Linked DNA regions of Sus scrofa: region 1 is linked to region 2. Evidence: chromatin contacts called from public Hi-C data. All regions are on one chromosome and are shown on one strand. Each heading gives the region's core, a stretch centred on a gene start, on an enhancer-like site or on the middle of the called end of the contact. The rest is flanking DNA. Distances are from core to core; before and after follow the strand shown.

What was found. Hi-C and Micro-C count contacts between places; a contact is called where the count stands out from the background.
Region 1: a contact with region 2 is called in a Hi-C map of liver, with 2.0 times the contacts expected there. The contact joins the promoter of ITGB7 here to the enhancer-like site in region 2. A contact is called at or near these places in 2 of 5 promoter capture datasets (fetal liver and liver), 18 of 47 Hi-C or Micro-C datasets (alveolar macrophages, blood, embryonic fibroblasts and 10 more) and 2 of 2 datasets of contacts at active chromatin or transcription factors (alveolar macrophages and skeletal muscle).

Annotation. Positions count from the first base shown.
Region 1 is chr5:18,431,520-18,437,066 of Sscrofa11.1, forward strand. ITGB7 (integrin beta-7) reads right to left here and starts at 2,857. Exons shown (of 16, transcript XM_003355416.5): 1 at 2,765-2,857; 2 at 2,429-2,593. It overlaps RARG (a long non-coding RNA gene), which reads right to left. Exons shown (of 9, transcript XR_002343956.1): 9 at 4,748-5,547.
Region 2 is chr5:18,384,644-18,390,154 of Sscrofa11.1, forward strand. CSAD (cysteine sulfinic acid decarboxylase) reads right to left here. Exons shown (of 17, transcript XM_021091702.1): 4 at 4,679-4,815; 5 at 4,271-4,397; 6 at 4,101-4,191; 7 at 3,683-3,789; 8 at 3,122-3,237; 9 at 2,321-2,400; 10 at 1,952-2,006. Among named protein-coding and RNA genes, the nearest start is that of ZNF740, 21 kb to the right of the region's middle. Within about 2 kb of position 2,353, at least 5 of the 83 cell types and tissues checked have an H3K27ac peak or open chromatin away from gene starts, as enhancers often do. A contact at or near this core is called in fetal liver, liver and skeletal muscle, where this site is marked.

The sequences.
Region 1 (5,547 bases), core at 1,607-4,106, 47 kb after region 2:
AAAAAAAAAAAATCAGAAAGTGAGAAATCTCCCACGCTCCTATCCGATATACTCCAAATAAATAACCTTTATTTATTATTATCTTCTATTGCTTAGGATCTTTCTAGAGATTTTTAGTGCACATACAAACTAATATGAACACTTATATCCTGGACTTCCCTGGTGGCTCAGCAGGTTAAGGATCTGGCATTATCCCTGCTGTGGCGAGGGCTTGATCCCCCACTGGGGAACTTCCACATGCTGTGGGTAAGGCCAAAAAAAATAAAAAAGAACATATATATTCTCTTCAAATGATAGAATTCTACAAGTGATAGAATACTTAATATCCAGTATTATGTCTTTTTTTTTTTTTTTTTTTTTTTTTTAGGGCTGCACTTGTGGCACGTGAAGGTTCCCAGGCTAGGGGTCTAATCGGAGCTACAGTTGCCGGTCTACACCACAGCCCCAGCAACGCCGGATCCAAGCCACGTCTGCCACCTACACCACAGCTCACAGCAACACTGGATCCTTAACCCACTGAGATGAGGCCAGGGATGGAACCTGTAACCTCATGGTTCCTAGTCAGATGCATTGCTGCTGCACCATGAACTCCCGCCTTTTTTTTTTTTTTTTTTTTTTTTAACGTTTTACTTGCTTTAACTGCTTCTTTTCTTGGAAGTTCCTGCTACCGAAGAAAATGAAAATGAGGAACACCCTTGTTCATCTTTACAGCCACATTTCCATTGCATGGATGTACTTAGTCTCTCATGGTGGGAATTTACGTCGTTTCTAATTTGTTCACAATTGTAAACAATAAAAATCATGTATTTATCATTTCTCATGCATGCAGGTTGTAGGGTAAAGCCCTGGAAAAGGATGTGCAGAGTTACTCAATAGGTATCATTTATAATATCGGCATGTGGTGCCTACATAACCCCCTGAGGGTCTGTGCCAGTTCACATCTCCAGCGGCGGTGAATTTGAAAGACCAGCTCACTCCTTGTCGGGAGCATCTGGGCTGAGACGCAGTACCAGATGCTCTGTGCGGAGTGTGGGGAAGGGTGGAGTACCAAGCCTCTGACCACCCCCATCCTGCTCCCCACCACCTGCGGCCTCAGGCGGAGGGAGTAGATATATAATTAACAAAGCCTCCACCCTCCAATGAGAGGCGGCCCAGGGCCCAGCCTTGGTGTAACCTCAAGCCCCACTCACTCTGCACGCCTGTGGTGGGGAGGCTGGGGATGCTGCAGCACAAAGCCCAGCTTGGACTCATCTCTCATAGGTGGGGCTCCGGGCCACCCTGGTTCCCCAGGATAGAACAGTCCCAAGGAGAGCAAAGGAGTGGCTCATCTCCCCTAAAGGGGTCCCTTGGACCCTCCTCCCCTAACCCCTTCTCCCCTTCTTGGGATACCTGACCTGCCAGCAATTTCTTTTAATCTTCAATCTGTCTTTCTCTGTCTCTGTCTCTTCTTCCTCTTAAAAAATCTGATTACATCCCTTGGCCTCTTCTCCATTTATTCACAGTTCTTTGTTTTACTTTTTTGTTGTTGCTGTGTGTGTGTGTGTGTTTTTGTTTTTTTTGGTTTTTTTTTTTTTTTTTTTTTTTGGTCTTTCTGTCTTTTCTAGGGCCGCACCCAAGGCATATGGAGGTTCCTAGGCTAGGGGTCTAATTGGAGCTTTAGCCACCGGCCTACACCAGAGCCACAGCAAAAACGCCAGATCCGAGCTGCGTCTGCAACCTACACCACAGCTCACAGCAATGCTGGATCCTTAACCCACTGAGCGAGGCCAGGGATCGAACCTGCCATCTCATGGTTCCGAGTCAGATTCGTTAACCACAGAGCCATGACGGGAACTTGAGTTCTTTGTTTTTCTTCCTTTTCCCCTCTGATCCTAGCCATAGAATGGCAGAACCTTCTCTTTCAACCCCCCTTTTTTTGCAACGGGAAACCCAGAGTGGGTAAGTGACTTGTCCAAGGTCCTCCAGTGACCTTGAGCTGAGCAGGGACTGACATAGGCCAGACCTCTTGCTTGGCTGCTTTCCTCCCCATCCAACCCAGGCACCATCTTCATGGAAAATTGTGCCTTCTCCCCACCAGCCCCTGTGGGCTCTAGCTCCTCGCCTTTCTCCTTCCTCGAGGTCTTGGCCAGTTTTTCCTTCCCTCCCTCTGGGGTTGACAATTTTCCTGGACTTCATTCTGACTTCAGTACACACCCTAAAGCCCCCTCAGCTGCTGAGAAACAGAATGTCTTCCGGACCCATCCAGATCTTTCAAGTCAGACGGCATCCTCTGCTGCCCACCCAGAATCACAAGGAGGGGGCAGAACCAAGCCTCTGAGCCACGGTCTCCCAGGAGTGTGGGCTCTGTGACCAAGGTGCCGACGGAATGGAGGTCTGAGCCAAGCACCAGGCAATAGGCAGCTGGGGAGTAATATTGGGAGACCCTTACCTTGTAATCCTTGGCACCGGGGCAGCAGGCAAATGCTGGGCAGCAGGCAAATGCTAGCACTCAGGCATCCCCTTCCTCCTTTTCCTCTCTCCAGTGGGAAACGAATGTAAAAGAGATGGGAGGGGGGAGCAGAGGCTGGGGGGAGGCGCGGGAGGGGGAGTGCTTCTGAGGAAGGAACAGAGACAGGAGATCTTGGGATGCAGAAAGGACTTCAGAGGCTTTCTCCAGACTCAACGGAGTGTCTTCAGGTGAGAGCCCTCTTCCCAGGAGGGTGGGACCAGGTGGGGCCTGGCTGGGAAGGAGAGGAGGCAGGAGGGCTTAGGCCCTGGTACTCACAGGTGGATGAGGAGCAGCCCTTCCTCCGGTGGTAGCGGCAGCCTTTGTGTACTGATCTGGGAGGCTGCAGAGGAGGAAGTGACACGCCCCGGGTGGGGGAGACTGGAGGGTGGTGGGGGTGACTGATCTAGAAGGTGGAGCAGATAAGGGTGAAACTGGGCCGAGGGAGTTGAAGATACAGGTGTCTGGAAGAAGGAAGCAAGGAAGCTCATCTGCGGAGCCCCTGTTATGTGCCAGGTGCATCGAAATGTTAGAATTAATCGTCACAACAATTTTCGGACATAGGTGTGAACCTCCTCGCAGCCCCCTGATTTTACAGACGTAGAGGTTTAGCAATACGAAGAATTTTGCCCAAGGTCACATAGGCAGCAATTAGCTGGTCTGGATTTAAATCGAGGTCTGCCTGCCTCCCAAATTGATAGTATCTCCACTTCCTCATATAGGACCGTGATAAGGAAGAAAAAATTTGGAGGCAAGAAGTCCTGTGGCGGGAGGTTAGCGACTATTGTTCATTCTGAAAACCACTGTCTTGCAACGGGTGCTCAGCTCTGTGGGCTCTGGGGCCAAAGGCCCCAAGTTCCAATCCTGGCTCTGTTACTCATGGGTAGTGGGGACCTAGTCAGTTGCTTACTGTGCCTGTGGCTCTTTTCTCATCGGTCAAGTGGCACTCATAGGATGGTTGTGAGAAGTAAATGAGGGAATTTGTACTGATTGCTTAGAGGAGAACGTGGCACTTACGAAGGGTTCAATAAGTCAGTCGGTGGACGAGAAGTAATGGGGGCGGGAGGCTTTGAGGGAATCAAGGTCCAGACAACTGGAAAGTTGGAGAGACAGGCCCAGGGCCAGGCTCAGAGAACGCGATTGGGGAGCCAAGGAGCCAGAACGGTAGTGGACCCCAAGACAGGGGTGGAGGCGGCAAACTGGCTGAAGCTGAGCACCGGTCTGGCAGCTGGAGTGGGTCAGGGAGAAGGCCCACAGGGCCAAGGGGTTGAGGCCCACACTTGACCACAGGGAGTTTTGGAAAGGAACTGGATGTGATGGCTGTGTCCACAGGTCTGTCTTCCCTGCTAAGAGGCCACGGCGCCCTGTCCCCCAGCAGGTGTTCAGGGCCCATCATATGGGGTGTAGGAGGGTAGCTGCTGGAGGAGCCCCTGGAGAGAAGGGGGTCCTTTCTCTGGGTGGGCTTCAGCCAGGCCTCTGGCTCTGAGACCTCTGCCCTTCCCCCACAAGCAAGGTTGCCATGGCAATGACCCCTCCTTCCCCATAGGCCCTGTGGTTTCCTCTAGAGCTTCTTTCACTTTCTTCTTCTGCTTTTCCCACTCCTCCCCTTCTCCCACATCCTCCACCTCCCTCCCCCACAGGCACAGGTCACCGGTGAAGACAGCCGGTGAAGACAGCCGAGGGCAGGTAGGCCACTGTCCCAGGGAGGAAGGTGGGCGGGGTGGGATAGATGCTGATGGGAGTCACAGGGGGCAAGTCCAGGGGCACAGGGGCAGAGGCCAAAGGCAGTGGGGCTGACACTGGGGTGTTGCAGAGGTTAAGGCATGCAGGGCAAGGAGAGCTATTAGGACCAAAGGTAACAGGGGGGGTGTCATGGGGAGAAGGGTGGGGCCTTTTCAGAAGGTGAAAGTGGGGTCACAGAGTGAGTGGCTCACAGCCTGAGCTATTGGCATAAAACAGAAACACTGTAACTCAGATGCATGCTGGGGTTCTTTTCTTCTGGGGCCCGGGGGGGTCAGGGGGACACCTCATGGAAATCAAATGAAATTTCAATGGCATCCCCAGCCTCCCCGCCGCCCCCAGAGAAGAGCAGATACCCACTGCACTTATGCACAACCAGAGGCTCCCTTTCCCCCACCTGATAGGTTGCATTCTGTTTCCTTAGTTCCCCTAAGAAAGCTGCAGAATCCACCCTCCTCGCCAGTCCCTCTCCGGGTCGGCGGGCCATTTCCCCTGCTTCTTCCTAGAGGGAGCCACAGCCCGTGAGTTTCCATCACTTTATTTTGCAAAAATAGAAAACTCAGCAATATGCGATACAGCGCGGTGAAGGGGGGAGATGTAAACAGAGGGGAGGGGACAGCACCCTGACCCCCCAGAGAAAAAAGGGGAGCCAGTGGGACTCTTATTTGGCAGCTAAATACAAACTGGGGACTGGAGGGAGAAGGGAGGGGTCACAGGGGCCCTGGGCTCCCCCTCCCAAGACCCCCGGAGGAAGGGGTCAATTCCAGGGTGTAAACAAAAGCTAATAAATAAATAGAGGCTTCCTCTGGGTCAGGGCGGGATCAGCTAAGCAGTGCCCACCCCCCTCTCCCTGGACCAAGCTGCTCTGGGGTCAAGGGGGAAGGCACTAGGGGGAGAGGGATTCCCCTGGCCCCTCTGTAGTGTAGGAGGGTCCCTGCCCCATGGCTGAGATGGGGGGCAGGGGGAGCCCAAGGCACATGACAGGACTGGGGTAGGGGCTTGTAACGGTAAAGGCCGGGCCCAAGCAAAGAGGTGCAGAACGGACCTGCATCGGTCCCTTCACCCTCTGCACCCCTACCCCCCGCCCCCACAGACACGCAGGGCCCGGCCCGCCCCACCCTGACTGGCACGAGGATGGGGCATAGCGGGCAGCATGCACCTGGCAGGTGCCTTATGCAGCATTAGGCACCAAGGGCAAGAGGGTGGGCTCAGCCCCCCCCCAGCCCCCGCTCCCTTTTGGTGTCTAGTGTTCCTGTTTGCTCCCAGAGGCCTAAGCACCTGGCAGAGGGAGGGGCTGTGGAATGGCAGGGTCGCCCTCCTGC
Region 2 (5,511 bases), core at 1,103-3,602:
CACAAGAAAACTACAAAATATATCTAAGGAGTTCCCATCTTAGCCCAATGGTTATATATATACATATATACATATCTTATAAATAAATACAGACATAAAAATCTACAAAACACTAGCAAACCAAATTTGCAGCAATATATAAAAAGAATTATATGCCATGATAAAGTGGGATTTGTTCCAGGAGTGTAAGCTGGTATAACAATCCAAAAATCAATTAATGTCGGAGTTCCTGTCATGGCTCAGTGGTTAACGAATCTGACTAGGAACCATGAGGTTGCGGGTTCAATCCCTGGCCTTGCTCAGTGGGTTAGGGATCTGGCGTTGCCGTGAACTGTGGTGTAGGTTACAGACTCAGCTTGGATCTGGCATTGCTGTGGCTGTGGCGTAGGCCAGTGGCTATAGCTCGGATTCCACCCCTAGCCTGGGAACCTCCATATGCCGCAGGAGCAGCCTAGAAAAGGCAAAAAGACAAAAAGACAAAAAAATATATATATCAATTAATGTGATACAACCTTACCAACAGAATAAAGGGAAAAAACCCACATCTCAGTGCGGTCTATTGATCATCTCAATAGACACAGAAGACTTTCGACAAAATCCAATACTCCTTCATGGTAAAAACACTTCAAAAACTAAAAATCCCTCAACCGGATAAAGGGCAACTACAAAAACTCCATAGCTACCATCACACTCAAGAGTGACAGACGGGAGGTCCTGTCGTGGCGCAGTGGTTAATGAATCCCACTAGGAACCATGAGGTTGCAGGTTTGGTCCCTGGCCTTGCTCAGTGGGTTGGGGATCCGGCGTTGCGGTGAGCTGTGGTGTAGGCTGCAGATGCGGCTCGGACCCCGCGTTGCTGTGGCTCTGGCGTAGGCTGGTGGCTACAGCTCCGATTCGACCCCTAACCTGGGAATCTCCATGTGCCGCAGAAGCGGCCCTAGAAAAGGCAAAAAGACAAAAAAAAAAAAAAAAAAAAAAAAAAAGAGTGACAGACGGAAAGCGTCTCCCCCAAGATCAGGAACAAGACAAGATGTTTGTTCAGTCTCTGCATTTCTTTTCAACCCTGTGCCGAGGTTCTAGTAGGGCAATGAGGTAAAAAAAATAAGAGGCATCCAGATTGGAAAGAGAAAAGGCAATATTATCTCTGTTTTCAAATTACATGACATTGTATCTAGAAAAGTCTAAGGAATCTACTATATTTAACAATTGTTCAGGAGTTCCCGTTGTGGCTCAGTGGGTTAAGAACCCAACATAGTGTCCTTAAGGATATTGGTTCTATCCCTGGGCCCACTCACGGCAGTAAGGATCTGGCATTGCTGTGAGCTGCAGCAGAGGTCACAGATGCGGCTTGGATCCTGAGTTGCTGTGGCTGTGGTGTAGGCCGGGAGCTGTGGTGGAGGCCGGCAGTTGCAGCTCCAACTCGACTCCTAGCTTGAGAACTTCCATACGCCATGGGTGCAGCCATTAAAAAAAAAAAAAAAAAAATTGTACAGATTGTGCCCAAATGCCCTCTAGGATGGCTGTAGCGGTTTCCAGGTCCCCCAGTTGGTGGTGGGGGGTGGAGGGCCATCCGGGAGCCTCCACACTTCCCACCGCTCCAAGCCCGCACATCTTCCTGCACAGGCCCTCCCAGCTCCCAGAAACCTGCGCTACACTTCGGGTCCCCCACACCCTCCGGGCAGTGCTCCTTGGGACTCCACTCAGTGACTTGGTCCTGCAGCTGCCTCGAGCTCAATCCTGCCCATGGGTCTCGGACTGTAGTGTCCTCGCTCCCCAGCCTCCCCAGGGATCAATGCAGCCCATGGTGGGGGAGGACACAGCTGTGGAGATGGGGGTGGGGAAAGGATGCCTTGAGTAGGGACAGGCCAAAGAATCCTCTAAGAAAGGGACTGGGGCGGGGGTGGGGGGGGGTTGTCCTGCTCCACTGCTCCAGCCCCCTTCACTCACTCACCTCAGCCTCAGCCAGTCTGATCTGCTGCTCCAGATCCTCAGGGATCATTTTCCCTCTGGAAAAGAAAACTGAGTAGGTAGAGAAGTAACAGACTCTCTAGACTAGGCGGCAGAACTGTCGAGAGCAGGGTAATGTGAGCTTAGCAATGCAGAGGCCACAATGTTGATTTTTCCCTAAGAGGGGTAAACAGATCTCAGGGACAGGGCGGAGACTCTAAGCAGGCACTGGTAGGCATGAAGCAGCAATTCTGGGGGAACAGACTAGGGAGAGAAGTCCACTGGGGTGTGGGCCCCAGGCCAGAGCCTCTGGCAGCGGGAGGGCACGCTAAGCCAGGCTGGGTCTGAGCCACGCAGACAGAAGGACCTTCACCTCTCATCTGCCTGGACTATTCGGACACTGTCGGTGCCAAGTCCCAGAAAGGCAGCTCCCTTCTTGATGGAGTAATGACACTGTGGAGGAAGGCAGAGGGCCGGGGGAGGAGTGGAGAGAGACTGGTGAAATACACGAGATCCTGGACACCAGGGCTTCTCCGATGTTCTCGCATCCCCGGTGGGTCTGGTTAAAATGCAGATTCCTATTCAGTAGGTCTGGGCTGGGACCCGAGACTCTGCATTTCTTTTTCTTTTTTTTGGGGGGGTGCATCTTTTTAGGGCCGCATCCACAGCATAGGGAGGTTCCCAGGCTAGGGGTCGAATTGGAGCTATAGCTGGCCTACACCACAGCCACAGCAATGCCAGATCCAAGCCGTGTCTGCGACCTACACTACAGCTCACGGCAACGCCGGATCCTTAACCCACTGGGCAAGGCCAGGGATTGAACCTGTGTCCTCATGGATGCTAGTCAGATTCATTTCTGCTGATTTCTGATGGGAGCTCCAAGAATCTGAATTTCTAACAAGCTCCCAGGTTATACAGACACCGCTGTGAACCATACTCTTAGTAGAAAGCGTTCCTGGCTGCCCCTCCACTACCCCCAGACAGAAGCCAAGGTGAATGGAAGTGTTTCCTCCATCCCCCTGGTTAGAAGGAGGCAGATCTGCCGGGGGGGGGGGGGGGGCAGGCTGGCCTCAGCAGAGGTAGGTCTGGGCAGGCAGAGAACCTGACGGGTCTCAGACTCAGCTGGGTGGAGGTTAGAATTAGGAGCCCCGGGAAGGCTCGTGCCACTTCTCACCTCCTTGGATGTGAAGAGGGCCAGGGGTGGCAGTGCCCGGAGGCCCCTCTGTTTGCAATCCGGGTAGCGCTGATAGCGGGCCAGGTTCATAGCATACATGTTGGAGATGGAGCCACCTGTCACAGGGAAGAGGTGGTAGCGAGAGGGAGGGGCAGTGGGTCAGAACTGGAGTGCGGCTCTCCTGACCTCTCCACCCAGAACTGATCAAAGAAGCAGAGTGATTGGCTCTCAGGCCATGAGTTCTAAGGGCTCGACCAATGGCAAGCCAGCAAGCCAGAAGCGGGATCTGCAGATTCCCTGGACTACCCCTCCTTATCCTGGGCCGATCCCAGGATCCACCCCCACCCCCCATCAGGTCACTGAAGTGCTGATCCCACGGACTGTTGGGCAAACACCAGGATACGGGGGATTGGACAGCTTTTCTCAGGTTTGGCCCGAGCCCAGCTGGAGAAGAAACAAAGAGGACGTGCCCCTCGCTGCCAGCTGAGAGCCAGAGAACAGCGGGAGAGGAGGAACACTTGAAAAGACCAAAGACAGGCACCCCCCCTCCTGGTCACATACCAGGGCAAAAGACCCCATCCCCAGAGCTCCAGCCCACCAGGGCCCGGAGTTTCTTCAGCACCTCTTCTTCCATGAGTACAAACACGGGGGCGATTTCATACGTGTACCTGCCAGGAGAGGGGATAATGAGAACTGGAGGGACTCTTAGAGGAGTGGGGGAGAGAGGGAGCGAGGGGAGGGTCCAAAGAGAGGACTGGGCTGAGGACAAAGAACCAGGGAAGGAGGAGAAACAACGGGAGCCCGGAGGTATAAGAAAGCCTGGAGAAAGGGAGCCCAAAGGGTACGAGGGTGAAGACTCTGCCAGCAGAGATTGGCAGCAAAGAGAGGGGGCAATCCCCATTCTCTCCCCATGCCAGGTGTGCCCCCTGCAGACCCAAGTCCTTTGTGGGGTGGGAGAGGGGGCCCAGGGATGGCTCACTGGCTGGTGTTGAGGCTCTCGGTGACAATGCGCCCAGCTAGGGCATGGGGATCCAACCCTGAGAAGAGCTGGTTGAAGAAACGAGGGTGACCTGGAGAAGCGGGCAGGGGGCTCAGGGTGGAGCTGAGGATGAATCCCAGACACTCCTCCCTCCGGGACCCAGGACCCACAGGTCTTCACGCTGTAGCGGATCACAGCCCGGCACCGCTCTAGGATCTGCTCCTGTGACTCCCCCTCGCTGCGCAGCTCCAAGTCCAGCAGCTGTTTCAGCTCCTCTGGCTCCTTCCACTCGCAGACCTAGAAGGAGCGGGAGATCCTGGGGGCCCTGAGACACCCCACGGACTGGCTGCCCAAACCACGTCTCGACAGACACAAGGCACCACCAACTTGCACTTCCAGCAAGATGGGAATAATTTTCAAAGCAACAGCAGAACATGGGTAAATAAACACCGTCTGACCCAGTGTATAATCCCCGAGGCACAGTGAGACAGTGATGAATTCTAGGGAGAAGCCTGGATAGAGGAGGAATGTTCTGAGCCGGGTTTGATGGGCAGGAGGAGAAGGGAGAAAAGACCCACCTTCTCGGAGGCGCTGGTCCCTTTCCTAATGACCTCATCCACCACGATGCCAAACACATCCTGGAGCAAAGCTTCTGCAGCCGCGGGGTCCCCATCAAGGGAGAGGAGTGGTTTGGAGTCAGCCATCAGGATAAGGTCTGTGAGCAGAGCAGGAGTTATTCTGCACTCAGCCTGTGGACCCCATCTGAACCTAACCAGCCAAGAACCCCAACTCCATGAGGGGCGCAGTCGTGCGGCTCAGCCCCAGCCTTCACGGTGCAGACAAGGGCAAGTGAGAGCTTCCGAGGAGAGGGCCAGGAGAAACAGGTGGGAAAGAAAAAAGGCGGTTTGTGCTGAGCAGGTGGAATCCAGCAGCCACTGCCCACCTAAGGCACAGATTGAGAGGCTTACCTTTCAGCTCAGGCTTCTGTCCAAGAGAGCTGGAGGCAGGGGACACAATTAGCTTTCTAGAATGTTAGGACCAGGGCAGCAGAGGGAGAGAGGTATAGGCAGCAGTCACATGACCCATGACATCACTCTCATGACCCTTGCCCTAAAGATTTGGGTCAAGGCCAGCAGGTTGAGAGAAGTTTCCTGAATAATCATTAGCTGGCATGAAGAAGCGGGGAGATGAGAATGTAAGGCAGAAACACATGCTGTATTCGCCCCAGACTGGAGAGGAGCAGAGGGGAGAGGCAGCTGGAAGAGGGGCTTCCAACCACGAACCAAAGGGCCCGGAGTGGGGACCAGAGGGGTGTTTGGCAGAGGGCCAAGAGCAGTGGGGGCCAGAGGCAGGAAACTGTGGCAGGTGACCCTGGAGACAGAGGGGGCAGGGAGCCTGGAGGAGACTAGAG